3 separate regions of the Sus scrofa genome follow, and all the other regions are linked to region 3. A link is a contact called in public Hi-C and targeted proximity ligation data. All regions are on one chromosome and are shown on one strand. The core of a region is the stretch at or near the end of the contact, and the rest is flanking DNA. Distances in the headings are between cores, read along the strand shown.

The links. Hi-C and Micro-C count contacts between places; a contact is called where the count stands out from the background.
Region 1: a contact with region 3 is called in a targeted proximity ligation map of alveolar macrophages. A contact is called at or near these places in 1 of 47 Hi-C or Micro-C datasets (epiblast stem cells) and 1 of 2 datasets of targeted methods (alveolar macrophages).
Region 2: a contact with region 3 is called in a Hi-C map of liver, with 4 times the contacts expected there.

Annotation. Positions count from the first base shown.
Region 1 is chr5:93,466,273-93,470,066 of Sscrofa11.1, forward strand. No RefSeq gene overlaps it. Among named protein-coding and RNA genes, the nearest start is that of DUSP6, 170 kb to the left of the region's middle.
Region 2 is chr5:93,397,164-93,401,447 of Sscrofa11.1, forward strand. No RefSeq gene overlaps it. Among named protein-coding and RNA genes, the nearest start is that of DUSP6, 96 kb to the left of the region's middle.
Region 3 is chr5:93,251,911-93,256,177 of Sscrofa11.1, forward strand. It overlaps LOC110260801 (a long non-coding RNA gene), which reads right to left. Exons shown (of 2, transcript XR_002344271.1): 2 at 123-3,397. Among named protein-coding and RNA genes, the nearest start is that of DUSP6, 49 kb to the right of the region's middle.

The sequences.
Region 1 (3,794 bases), core at 684-3,183, 210 kb after region 3:
GGTCCTCTAAGAACTGTAGTTAGGTCCAACCCAGATTCCTGTGGAGCCTCTGCTTTGCCCTGGGACCCAGTGCACATGAAAGTCTGTGTGTGCCTTTCAAGAATGGGGTCTCCATTTCCCTCAGTCCTGTGGAGCTTCTGCACAAAAGCACCATTGACCTTCAATGCCAGATGTTCTGGAGGCTCTTTCACCCAGTGCCAGGTCCCCAGGCATGGAGACTGACATGGGGTTCAGAATTCTCACTCTTATAGGTGAGTCTCTGTGATATAGTTACTTTCCAGTCTGTGGACTTCCCATCTGGTGGATATGGGGTTTCTTATATTGTGTAATTGCCCCTCCTACCTCTTGATGTGGCCTCCTCTTTGTCTTCTGGAGTAGGATATATTTTTGAAAGTTTTCAGTCCATCTGGTTCAAGGTTGTTCAGCATTTGGTTGTAATTTTGTTGTTTTTATGAGAGAAGGTGAGCTCCAGTCCTTCTATTCTGCTGCCTTAATCCTGTCTCCCTGTATAGTCATTCTAATTCCATTCTGGGAGGATTTTCAAAATAGCAAAATCACACAAGGATTCTATTAGCTTAATACAACTACTTTGACATTTATTATTCAATTGTTTATATACTTTGTCATAATTTTATTCATATTATACATACTTGTATTTTCTTTATGATTTCATTTAATATTTCTTAATAAATATTTTATATTTCCTTATAGGCTATTTGCAGTTATGGCTTTACAATGTTTCACTGTGTTGGTATCAAAATATTGGATCTATTTTTTTTCTTATAATTCATAATATAAAAATAAATCTTTACTTTTTTCGCTCTTCTTGATTTTCCCCTAAAATATATATTTCTTGTAGTGCAATCACTGAATTAAAGAAGAAGGGCATCTTTATGGATTTTGGTTCACATTTCCATATTGGTTTTTCAAAAATTTTATACCAGTTATTATTTTTTCATAGCTGCACCTGTAGCATATGGAAGTTTCCGGGCTAGTGGTCAAATTTGAGCTGCAGCTGCAGGCTTACACCATAGCAAGATCAATGTGGGATCTGAGCTGCATCTGTGGTCTATATCACAGCTTGCAACAATGTTGGATGCTTAACCCACTGAGCGAGGCCAGGGATCAAACCTGCATCTTCATGGAGACTAGTTGAGTTCTTAGCCTGCTGATCCACGATGCGAATTCCTATACCAAAATTTAAAACCCTCTCAATGACTGATGATCATTTTGCTGAAATTATTTTTAGCACCAAATCATGCTTTCAGAGCTCTGTCCTAAAGCAAAGTCTGTCTAGAAGTAGTGTTCTTTAAACCAATTTTGCTGTAGATATGTTTCTGAGAGTCTGATTAAAGCTATGGATCTTTTCCTCATTAAAGTGAATTCCTTCAGCTACAGGGCACGCACGCGCGCACACACACACACACCTCTACTCAAAATTTCAGGCACTTGATAGGAACCCCTGAAGCCTATTCCATGGATTCTGGTTTAAGACCCCAATCTTTAGAGAAAGTATCTTTCAGAGTGATGAGTACCAAATTCCTTTGCTGTTGAGAAAATCAAACAGATGAAATGGAATCACTGAATCACTGAGGACATTGTAGTTTGGGACTTACGTTACTCTTTTCCCTAACTACCACGAATATGGTGCTAAAAGCTAGGGCCAGGGAGAGTGGTGAGAAGCTGATTTTTCCAAACTTTGCCCAATTCCTTTCCCTTGACTTTGCTCCATTGTCTTGAATTTATTGCCTAGAAACATGATCACTGTATAACTTTATCTAGTCAAAAAATGAGCAAAACAGGAAGCTTACATGGATATGGGGTGTGAGAAACTTGGAGAAAAATAATAGAAAGAGCATGTGGAACTAAGAGTGGCCTATTCTGAAGCACTGTACAATCTGACAAGATAAAAATGCATATTGAGGAACTGAAATTAGAACTCTTGGTAACCATGGGAACAGCACTGTTATGGCTCAATTGTTGGAAAAACAGCCCTGGGATTTCTGTGAAATGGAAATGATTGTTTAGATAATGATACATCTCCAGTGTGAGGACAGATAGTGAAGTTCCAGCATAATTGGAAGTAGTAGGCCGAAATATGAGGAATTTCTGAAATCCAGCTTCCCAGGATATTTCTCCTTGAAGTAAATACGATTAGAACTTATAGAAAATTCCAGCATTTGGCATTTTGCAATGTGACACTGAAATTTTATGGCTGTAATTTCACATATGTCCATAATTTTCCATATCCCTCCTCTTTGTATATTCTATATTTAGCAGTTTTTCAGTAGCTTGCTCCTGGAAAAAAGTCATGTGAGATTTCTATTATTCTTGCCTCCAGATCCCAGGGTTAATTTTAGCAAGAGAAGTTAGAAGTTAAATGCAGAGTAATCTTAAAAGAGGAAATTTATCTACATATAAGGAAGTACTTAGGTCTGTGCTATCTTTGCTGTGGAGAAACTTTATAATAATAAAATAATGAACATTTAATTTAAATATAACATGTTCCATCAAGAGCTATGTTTCTTGCTTGTAAACATAAACAGGGCTGCCAACTTGTTTTTATCGCTTTCAGAAGAGAATGTTAAACTGGGGCTCAGGAAGGTGAAGTGCTATCTTGAAGGTAATAAAATTGTGGTGAAGGGACCTCACTTGGACCACGTGGTGAATGGACCTCACTTCTCAGTCCCCCTGTCTTTTCATATCCAGACCTTGCGTGCTTCCTACTACTCCATGTTGTCGTTAAGCTCTTTATCTGCTAATTTTGCTACCAACAGGGACGGGTGTGTTGTTTCTGATTGTCTGCAAAACTACGAGTTCATATTGCTGTTCCTGATGACTGGTAAACCCTTCCTTGCAATCATTACAGCCCCCCTGATAGTTCGTGGCTCAGGTCAGATGCCACATCCTTGCATTAAATTTTCCTATATCTACCCAGTTGGACCTCCTTTCCTTCCTTGACCTTTCCACAACATTTAACTTTATATTTGGTATGTTCCTTTATAAGCTTCCCCTTTTATTGTATCCATATTTAGTTTGAAGGTGTCTTATATATGGTAAAAGTTCACACACTCATTCATCTTGGGTGGCTAGTTTTGTCAAATGACTGGATTGTATTGTTTTCTGTATGTCTTCAGGTGACCAGACAAAGGAGAAAATGAAAAATTGTAGAAATGTGAGTAATAATTTAAAAATATAAAGTTTTAGTCCTTTCCCTCCTTCTGAGAGAAGTTTCTATAGAGCAAACAGTTTCTGCAGAATGGCTCAAAGCTTACCTGGAAAGAAAGCTTTGGGAGAAGACTGATGAGAATTCCTTTTAGGGCGCAAAAAGGCATGTCACCTAGGCCTTCACACAACTTCATTAAGACGGAAATTTTATAACTTAAAAAGTGGGCTTGGAGCTCCCACTGTGGCACAGTGGGTTAAGAATCCAGCTCAGGTCTCTGTGGAGGCATGGATTCTATCCCTAGCCCAGTGCAGTGGCTTAAAGGATCTGGCATTGCCACTGCAGTAGCTCGGATTCAGTCCTTGGTCCGGCAACTTCCATATGCCAGGTATGGCCACTAAAATAAGGGGAGGGAGGGGCTTATTTTTAGTGGCTGTAAGACTTCAGAAAAAGTACAACTCTATCAATGTTAACTACAATTATTGTAAACCCCAGACATTTAATTTCTTCAAAAGAATTCCTAGACATGTTCACTGCCAGATGTGTTATTTCCCCCTCTATATCTGGAATATTGCTCTGTGGAACTGGCCTAACTTCCTGTAAACCCTATATTTAAAAACGAATTTAA
Region 2 (4,284 bases), core at 1,303-3,802, 140 kb after region 3:
GGATGCCATGGGCTCGCCAACCTCCGTGGTAATAACAGCCCTTCATATGCTTGACGTAGATCGCTAAATTGCCTTTAGCTTTCCCTTCCAGTTCTCTTGGTCTGTTTTCCAGCCTTTAATCATCTCTGTGGGTCTCTTCTCAACCCTGTCCAAGTGCACAAAGTACGTCTTAAGGCACTTTTCAGTTTCAAAACAAATACCAAAGTTTCCAGGCTTGTTCAAACTGGCAAAATGAGATGACTTTCTAAGAAAAACTATTTTAAAAAAAGGAAATATATTTCAGGTGTTCCTGGAATATGAAATGGTATCCAAGCCTATTAGCGTAGGAAGAGAGCTTTCAATAATGGTCTTTTCTAGCTGATGTCACTTTAGAACAGATATTTGTCACAAGAGTCCCGAAAAGGAAGAAGAAAAGGAAAGTTTAGTAAATGTTTACAGAACACCTACTAGGTGCCAGGCATTTTTGCGTGGCATTCAGGAGCCAAAGGTAAGTGAGATGTGGTTCCTATTGTTTTAAAAGCTTGCAGGCTAGTAGTTGAGGCAGAAACCACCAAAAGCCCATTCAGTGCAACAGCCACAGTAGCAAAAACAAGAGGATGAGGAAGAGTGAGGGTGGAAGAAGGCAACATCTCCAGGCGGTGCGTTCAGGTTGAGCAGGTTCTTGAAAGAGGATGCAGGGCTTTCCACGTTTGGAAAGTAGGTGAAAAAGGACATTCCTTTTTCTGGTGGAGGGGACCGCGTAATAAGAGGTATGGAGGTGTGAAACAGCAGAAGGGGAGTAGTCGCTAGTGCAGGACAGAGCAAGCCTGTGGCAAGAGATACGGGTGGTGAGGATGAGGTCGCAGAGGGCTTCACGTGCTCCCCTTGGGCATGTGGATTATGTGTGGCAGCCATTAAGTGCTTGTGCGTAATGCTGCTGCCGAGAATAATCAGTCCACTAAGAACACATCAGAGGAAGAGAATGAAGTGGGGGTGGCCGAGGCAGATACAAGAGTTAAGGTGGGGTTGCAATAGACGGATGAGGAATGATGTGGGCCTTGGTGGGGTGAGGCTAGGAGGAGAAGTGAGGACCGAAAGTAGGCAGTTTGAGGGCTCTCCACACAAGGGAGAAATGCAAAAATAAGGCGAATTCTATAGCACATGGTGCATAGGATGAATCTCAAACAGCTCCTCCCTTTCAGTTTTAGTCTTCAGAGGCCAGCTCCATCAGACTTCAGGTGATACAACTGAAAAGCTAAGCGATGCCTTCCACAGCCAGTGGGGAGAATGGTCCAGAATTACTGTCAGTTGGGGTATCACAGAATCAGACAAGGAGTTCCGCAGAAAATCAGACAATTCAGTAAACGAGTACACCACCCAGGATGGCCCCCAAGAAGGGAAATACGGCATGTCGTGATGTGTGTGATGTATGTACTCAGGATCTGCATAAGATACAGGATTCAAGATAAACCTTAGAAAGGATGTATTTCAGATACCATCAGACCAGGGACTTGACTTACCTATCAAGTGAGAACAATGAGTGACAGCTGAGTAAGTGCGTGCTTCCTGTGATTGCCAAGTTCGTTGGCATTTTGTCAGACTGTGGCTGCTGTGAAAAAAAGTCCCTTCTCCTGCATACTTGCCCTCTCTGGAGCCTGGGAGCCATGGGAATGAGGGTGAGAGTGAGTTTGAGTGAGTTCAAACTCACTCAAACAGGCCAGGATGACTGAGGGGTTTGGCACACATGCGTGTGTGCGTGCGTGCATGTGTGTGTGTGCTGGCTGAGGGGAGGGGTGATGGAAGGATATAGAACACAGCGGGCAAACTGCCAAGAAGAGGGGTGATCTTTGCAGGTGGCAGGGTCTCAGAGGCACAGGGACTCAAGGCACCCTTAGCTGAGGAGTCTCGAGGTTCAGGGACCGAAGGAATATGAAGTCAAGCCAGTGAACTCTCTGCCAGCGCTAAGTTCTAAAAATTCATCTCAGAGTTTTTTCAGTGTGTTTTAGCATGCTTAGCATTGACACTTGATTATTTTCCTAAGAAATCTGTCACTATCCTTCCAAGGGACAAAATGAATAAAGATAAAAATTATAGTGAATTAATAAAGATGAATTCTTAGGATCGTGTTAGGCATGCCAGTTTAAAGTCTGGTTACTTTCTTTGATTCTTAAATCTAATAACATCAATAACAGCAGCAGCAAAACTGGTGCTGGTGTTTTACATGTAGCACCATTCGTTTTCACAATAATGCTGTAAGGTAGGTATTATTTTAGAGATAAGGAATCTGCAGCCTGGGAGGCTGATAAAATGCCCACAGCTGCACTGCTAGTCAGTAGGGGAGCCAGCATTCAGAAGCAGGTCTGTCTGACTTGAAAGGTTTTTCTCCCTCTGCTCCCTCTTGCCGCCCACCTTCCACAGCAGGGAGTGAACAGGCTGGATCTACAGGTGCAGCTTAAAGCTTTGTTAGAGTTAGCAAAATGGTGTCTGCGGCCTGCTTGTCGGGGATCCTGGCCAGCAATTCAGCAGTGTTTTTCTGACCCTGGCTGGGCTGGCAAGTGATTGCTCTCAGGATTCTGACTGAAGCCAAGGGAGGCAACATTCGGTGCCTGAATCATACTGCTGGCTGGCCTTGACTTCAGAGGCCAGCGTTCCTGTGATTGTTCTCTTGGGCTTTAATTTATGCCCCTGCCACACTGCAGGCTCAGTGTCTAGGCCAGATAGCAAGGTGCTTATTGAGCAGTCGGAGTGTTACTGGCAGCCGCAGAAGCCTGCGTGGTGAAGGGCACCTGAGGGTGTGTGGGCTGGGCTCCTTTCTTTTGGGAGCCCTCCCTGAGTGGACCGCTGGTGCCCATTTCATGTTGGTCGCACATGATGTGATGTCCCTGAGAGATGATGAGAGGGTGCTGAGCTGAGGTGATACCAATTGGCATAACGTTAAACAACTGGATTATATGGGATTGTTTTCTTGGCTCAAAAAATAATCTTGGGTTATAAAGCCATTCAGTACGTAGTCTGGGGGCACCAACTATATTTTAAGCACTATTCTAGGTCCTCAAAATAGAGCATTGATTAAAACAGACAAAAATGATTGCCCTCATTGAGTCTGTATTCTAACAGATAAAGGTTACTCTCCTAGGGTCGTGTACTTAAATCAATTTGGTTGGTTTCCTGAGTATTGAATAACTGAAAAGCAGCAGGTTTTGGAGATGAAGAAACTACTTCACAGTTCTGTACTGAGGGTAAGACAGGAAGCTTACAGTCATAGTATGGGAGCAGAATATGACACATTCCAAGATGTAGATATTAAAACAGTGAAGTGGACATTCAAAGAACCCACATCTGAACATCAGAATTGGTCGGTCTCATGGAGGGCATGCAGTTGTGTTGTTTCTTAAAGAATAGGTAGAATTTGCCTGGTGGAGATTAATGGGAAAGTCATAGCCAGTGGAAAGGTAAGCGCAGTGAAAGTTTTGGGTGTGTTTAAGGATGATTGAAAGGCTGAGTGTGGGAGATAAAAGCTAGGAAAGCAGCTTGGGCGGTGCTGTGGAGGGCAAATAAGTAGCTGGGTCTTGTTTTTGTAGAGAAAGGGAAATCATTCCAAGTGTATGAGTATGGAAAAGACCTGATCAGAACACGTTTTTGGGGGAATAGAGGGAAGAAGCATTGACACTTTGAACAATTGTGCGTCAGGCACTTTAACTAATACGGTTTTCTGTACTCCTGAAATGAGCTATCATTTTATGGCGCAAATTGAGGATTAGAGGGTTTGGGGAAATCACTCAAGATCACACAACTAGAGAGAGATGAAACCAGGGCTTGAATACAAATCTATCTGGTTGTGAAATTTTTGTTCCCCAGTAACAGTGCTTGCGATGGTCCACGTGAGACGAAACAAGAACTTGAATTAGGCTGGAGACGGTGAGAATAAAAGGAGTTGAACGTTAAGGAGGAAGGACTGGAATGATACCTTGGACACTGGTGTTAGAAAACCTCTCACTGGAACTTAAGACTGGATGGGAGTGAAAGATAAAAGGGGGGAAGGAGTCAATGATAATAGAGGTTCTCACCTTGTAGAACAGTGGTAGCATTAACGCATGCTGGGGAGCCAAGTGGAAAAACTGGTTTTGTAGAGGAAGCGAGTGAGTTTGGTTTTGAAGATGTTTGCTTTGTGGTACTGGAGGGACATCCAGATATCCGGCGGGAAGATTACCATGCAGGTCTGAGCAATTGGCTGAAGAACTGGGAGCAATCCAAGCAGAAGTGATTGTCCGATTAGATGATATCATTGGGGGAAGAGATGAAAGG
Region 3 (4,267 bases), core at 1,626-4,125:
TGCAAATTCCATCGGCTGCATTTTCTTTTGGGTCAGATTTCAAGCATGTTTCTATTAGAAATAAAGACTCTGAGATTCTTCTCATAGTAAGGTAGATTTCACAGCAAAAGCAGTAGGCGTCATAAGGCTCTCATCTAAAATTTCTAAATTTATTCAGCAAAAAGTGCATACATAGAAAAAAATGGGCAGAAATACAGTATATAATGTAATTAGGAATATCAGCAGTTCAGAAGTAGAATTTAGTTAATCCATGTGACATAAAGTGATACAAAATTAATAAGGCAGATTTAACATATGTGCAAAAAAACTACATGGACACATAAGCAAGCTTGCTTTTCGCCCAAGGCTATTTTTGATAAAAATTAACCATGTTCTGTACTACACAATATAAGTCACAACTCTACAATCCACATGTCCAGAGAGTAAATCATACAATTAGAAATAAAAAATAACCACATAGAAAAAATGAAAAAGAAATAATAAAATAAAATTAAAAAAAAAAATGAAAAAGATAAACTCCGCTAAATAATATTTGGGCTAGAGAGGAAACCCAAAGTGTGATGAAGAGTATTTTTAAATCAAATGGAAATACTATATGTCAAATTTCACAGACTACTCCCCAAACATAAAAGTATAAATGAAGCATCTCCCTAAAAATGTAACGAGTGATCATAATAAGCAAAAGAAAAATACAACGTTACATAAGGAAATGTGAAAAATAGTTTGCTCTTTTAACATTTTAAAATCATTAACCAAAAGAAAAAAAAAAAAAACACCCTTACTTTACTTCAAAAGGAATTAGTAAAAAATATGGCTAACTTAGAAATTGGCCATTCAGGTTATCATTGGATATTTTTAAAGTAGATGTCAACCAGAAATCAGGATGTAAAAATTTGAGAAGTCTAATAGAAATGTGACTTATGTTATTGTTTATTTCAAGATTTTGTAGCGACTCTTGAATAGCAGCTCAATATGTATTTTTTATGTAGCTTTGTGTTGACAGGAGATAGATAAGTCCGGCTGGAGGTATGGGAAATGCTTCCCTTTCATCTCATTCTTTGAACAGCAGCTTCTAAGATCTATCACTAAGAAAACTAGTCATCTGTCTGTTCTTCTACCTCTGTTCATTTCAGTGACTCAAAACCAGAATCTCGCAGGGTGAGAACAGCACCCATCCATTTAAAAATATGTAATTGCAAAATGATTTTGTGTTAGCAAGATATTACATGGAAAAACTTTTGAAAAGAGACAAAAATTGGCATGTATCACATTCCGATGAGACATTTCTCTGCCTTGCTCGAGAAACCACTACTGTTTGTCCAAGATATTCCCGGAGTGGGGGTCGGGTGAGGGAGAAGAGAGGATGATACGTCTGGGTGGGATGAGGACTTGTGACGCTCGTGCTGGTGAGACCCGGGGACCCTTCCAAGACTGGGGCAAAGGGCTTCCCGTTGAGTTGACTTCAGGATTCTTTGGCATCTCCTAATTCAAATGAAACACGATAGCTACCTTTGGCTGTTTCCTCTGCTTAATCCCCCAAGGAAATCCCTTTGCTTTTCAGAGATAAAAAGTGAGTAGAACAAAGAGAAAGTCAGGGTAAGCACAGGGGCCTTTTGCTATAGAATTTCACTGAAGCCTTTCCAAGCCCTGAGGATAGAACCCAAGGGCTATCCTGTTATTCCTACACCTGGATTGAATATCAAGGTCTGTGAGAAGATGAATCATTTAGAAACCTGGTGTCCTCGTAGGGCGCTGTTGCTTTAAAAAAAAAAAAAAAAAAACCTCTAATAACTGTGTCAAAGGCAAAAAAAAATCACATAAAAAGTTCAACGTTGTTACATCCTCTTTCTGTACCGGTTTCAGGCAGCGAGAGTCAGAACTGCTGAGAGTGCGAAGACCTGCAGCGCCTGGTGTCGTGGGTCGTTCTCTCTCTGAAGGGGAGACATGAAAGGGGCAACATTTAGGCTGAGAAGAGAACAAACGGCTGGAGGTGGCAATTCGAGCGCAAGGGAACACCCGTCGAAGACGCTCGTGATTTTCATTTTCGTTTTGTCCTTAAACTGAACGATGGAGGCAAAAGACACAGGACTTGATTTCGAACCGTAACGATCAGCGATCGGGGGAAACACACATGAAAGAGAAAAAAATTGGCATGTTTCACATTCCGATGAGACACTTCGGGACCTCACAGGATCCGATTCAGTTGTTTCCCATAGAGCACGTGCTTAACTCAGGAGCGCAGGTCAAAGCTCAGGTCACACCCGAGGGTGTTTCAGAATCCGCAGGGGGAAGTAATGATGGCCTCGGTGTAAAAAACTAGAGATGCTAAAAAGCCTAGATTGTATGTATTCACCATTAATATAAGTATTTGATGTTTTAGACGGCTTGTACTATTCCAGCTGCTGCATGACCAAAAGGTCCTATAAGCAGCTTTTCCTACTCCCACCTCCCGTCTCACCCCATACATCCCTTTTCCAGTGTTGCTCAAGCTGGCTGCTGGTTTAGCCAGAGCTGCAGACTGACATTGAGCAGATGTGTTTTGTCTGGCCTCTAGAGTATTTTGCTTTTCAAATTAGGTGTCCCTGTTTTAAAAGCTAATAATTTCACATGAAAATCCAGATTTCTGGCTGCCGTTGAAAAACGAAGCACGGGTACACATTCTGTGTTGTATCTTACATTATTGCATATCAGGCACCCAGTTTCACACGGTGGTAACTTCCAGTTCACTCTTCTGCTTGTCTTTGCGGTCTAGACCCACTGTGTTGAGTCAGTATCTGAACAGCATGGCTTGCGTGTCTCAAAGACACGGCTCTTGTGATCACGAAGCCTTGGAAGTGGTGGAACTCAGGAAACACATTTCTCGATTTTGAGGAAGCAGAAATACAGTGATGGATTCGTGCCAGGACCCGGGCTCCAAGCACCGTCTCTTTACACCAAAGCCAGCCCCCTTCCTGCTGCTCCATGCTACCTCCTTGGTTTATGTTTTATTTCGAAATAATAGATTTCAAAAACCATAGAGCTTTAAACTAATCATGTTAAGTCAAAAAAAGTCCCACAGTACAATATGATTATAAGTGTTAAAAGGGTGCTGAGCAGCCGCATTGGGGGAATTTTTTTTTTTTTCCTCTTTCCAAACTTTCTTCATGATTATCTATTAACTTTTACAAGGAAATAAAACTCTTATTTTTCAACGTTCCGGGGACACTGAAGCAGCCGCTTTGCCTGGTCACGACCGTCCCACCTCCCGTTGCCAGAAACTCACTTCCTTGTTTCCCTCGTAGCTCAGCTGGCCTTGTGCCTCCACCCCGACTAATGAGACGGAAAGGGAAGTCGGCTGGTGGCTCCACGTTTTCAGAACTTTCAGTCTTCAACAGTTATGTGAAAATGCCAAGCAGAACTGTGGAGGAAGAATTACAGATGCTAACCTTGAGTGGAAAAAAACAAAAACAAAAGCATACATCTTTTATGCAGCTTTAGATAACTGCAGCCAACACTACCCTAGGGTTTATGCAACTGGTAGGTTTTCTATTACTTGCAGCCAAAAGAGCAGTACACATAAGGATATTTACATTTTCCTTCAGCTGCTTATTTTCCAAATACTAGCTAAGGAAATTGAAATAAGAGCCAATACGTTTGATTATCTCACCCGATGGAGTGGAGCGGTCAGGCGGCCAACAGAAGACCTCAACACAAAAGCCTACAGATGGTCCCTCATTTTAGTTCATTTTTCACAAGTTTGGTTCTAACATTCCTTGGGAGCCAGGGGACTGATTAGGTAGAGAGCTCTTTATTCTGGTCATTTTTACAAAGGAAACAAGCTACGTGTTTGATTTCCTAAAAACATTCTACTTATGCTGAAGATGCGGAATACACACTCAGGATGCACTGTATTTGTGAAGCTGGCTGTTAGGGGCGAGGAGGTACGACTATGAACTTTAGAAAGACGATGGGGGGGGGAGCCAGGGGGAGCAAGGCAGAGACACTGCAGCAACTGGGGGCCCTTTCAGAAAGGGAATTTAAGTGTTGGCAGAAGGTTAGCCTGAAGAAGCCTTGTAAAACCTGAGAGCTCTTAGATTCTTGTGGGCTCAAGGATGAGAGATGTATTTGTTTCAGGTAATGCAGGGCGTATGTGAAAATAAAGGAAGTGAGCAGCTCAATGACGATTCCAGGTGGAGGTTAGCTTAGAAGAGGTTACTCATCACTTGGCGAGGACGCTGTAGTTTGGAAGAGAGGAGGGGAGGTTCAGGACCCTCTCCTACGCTAAGGC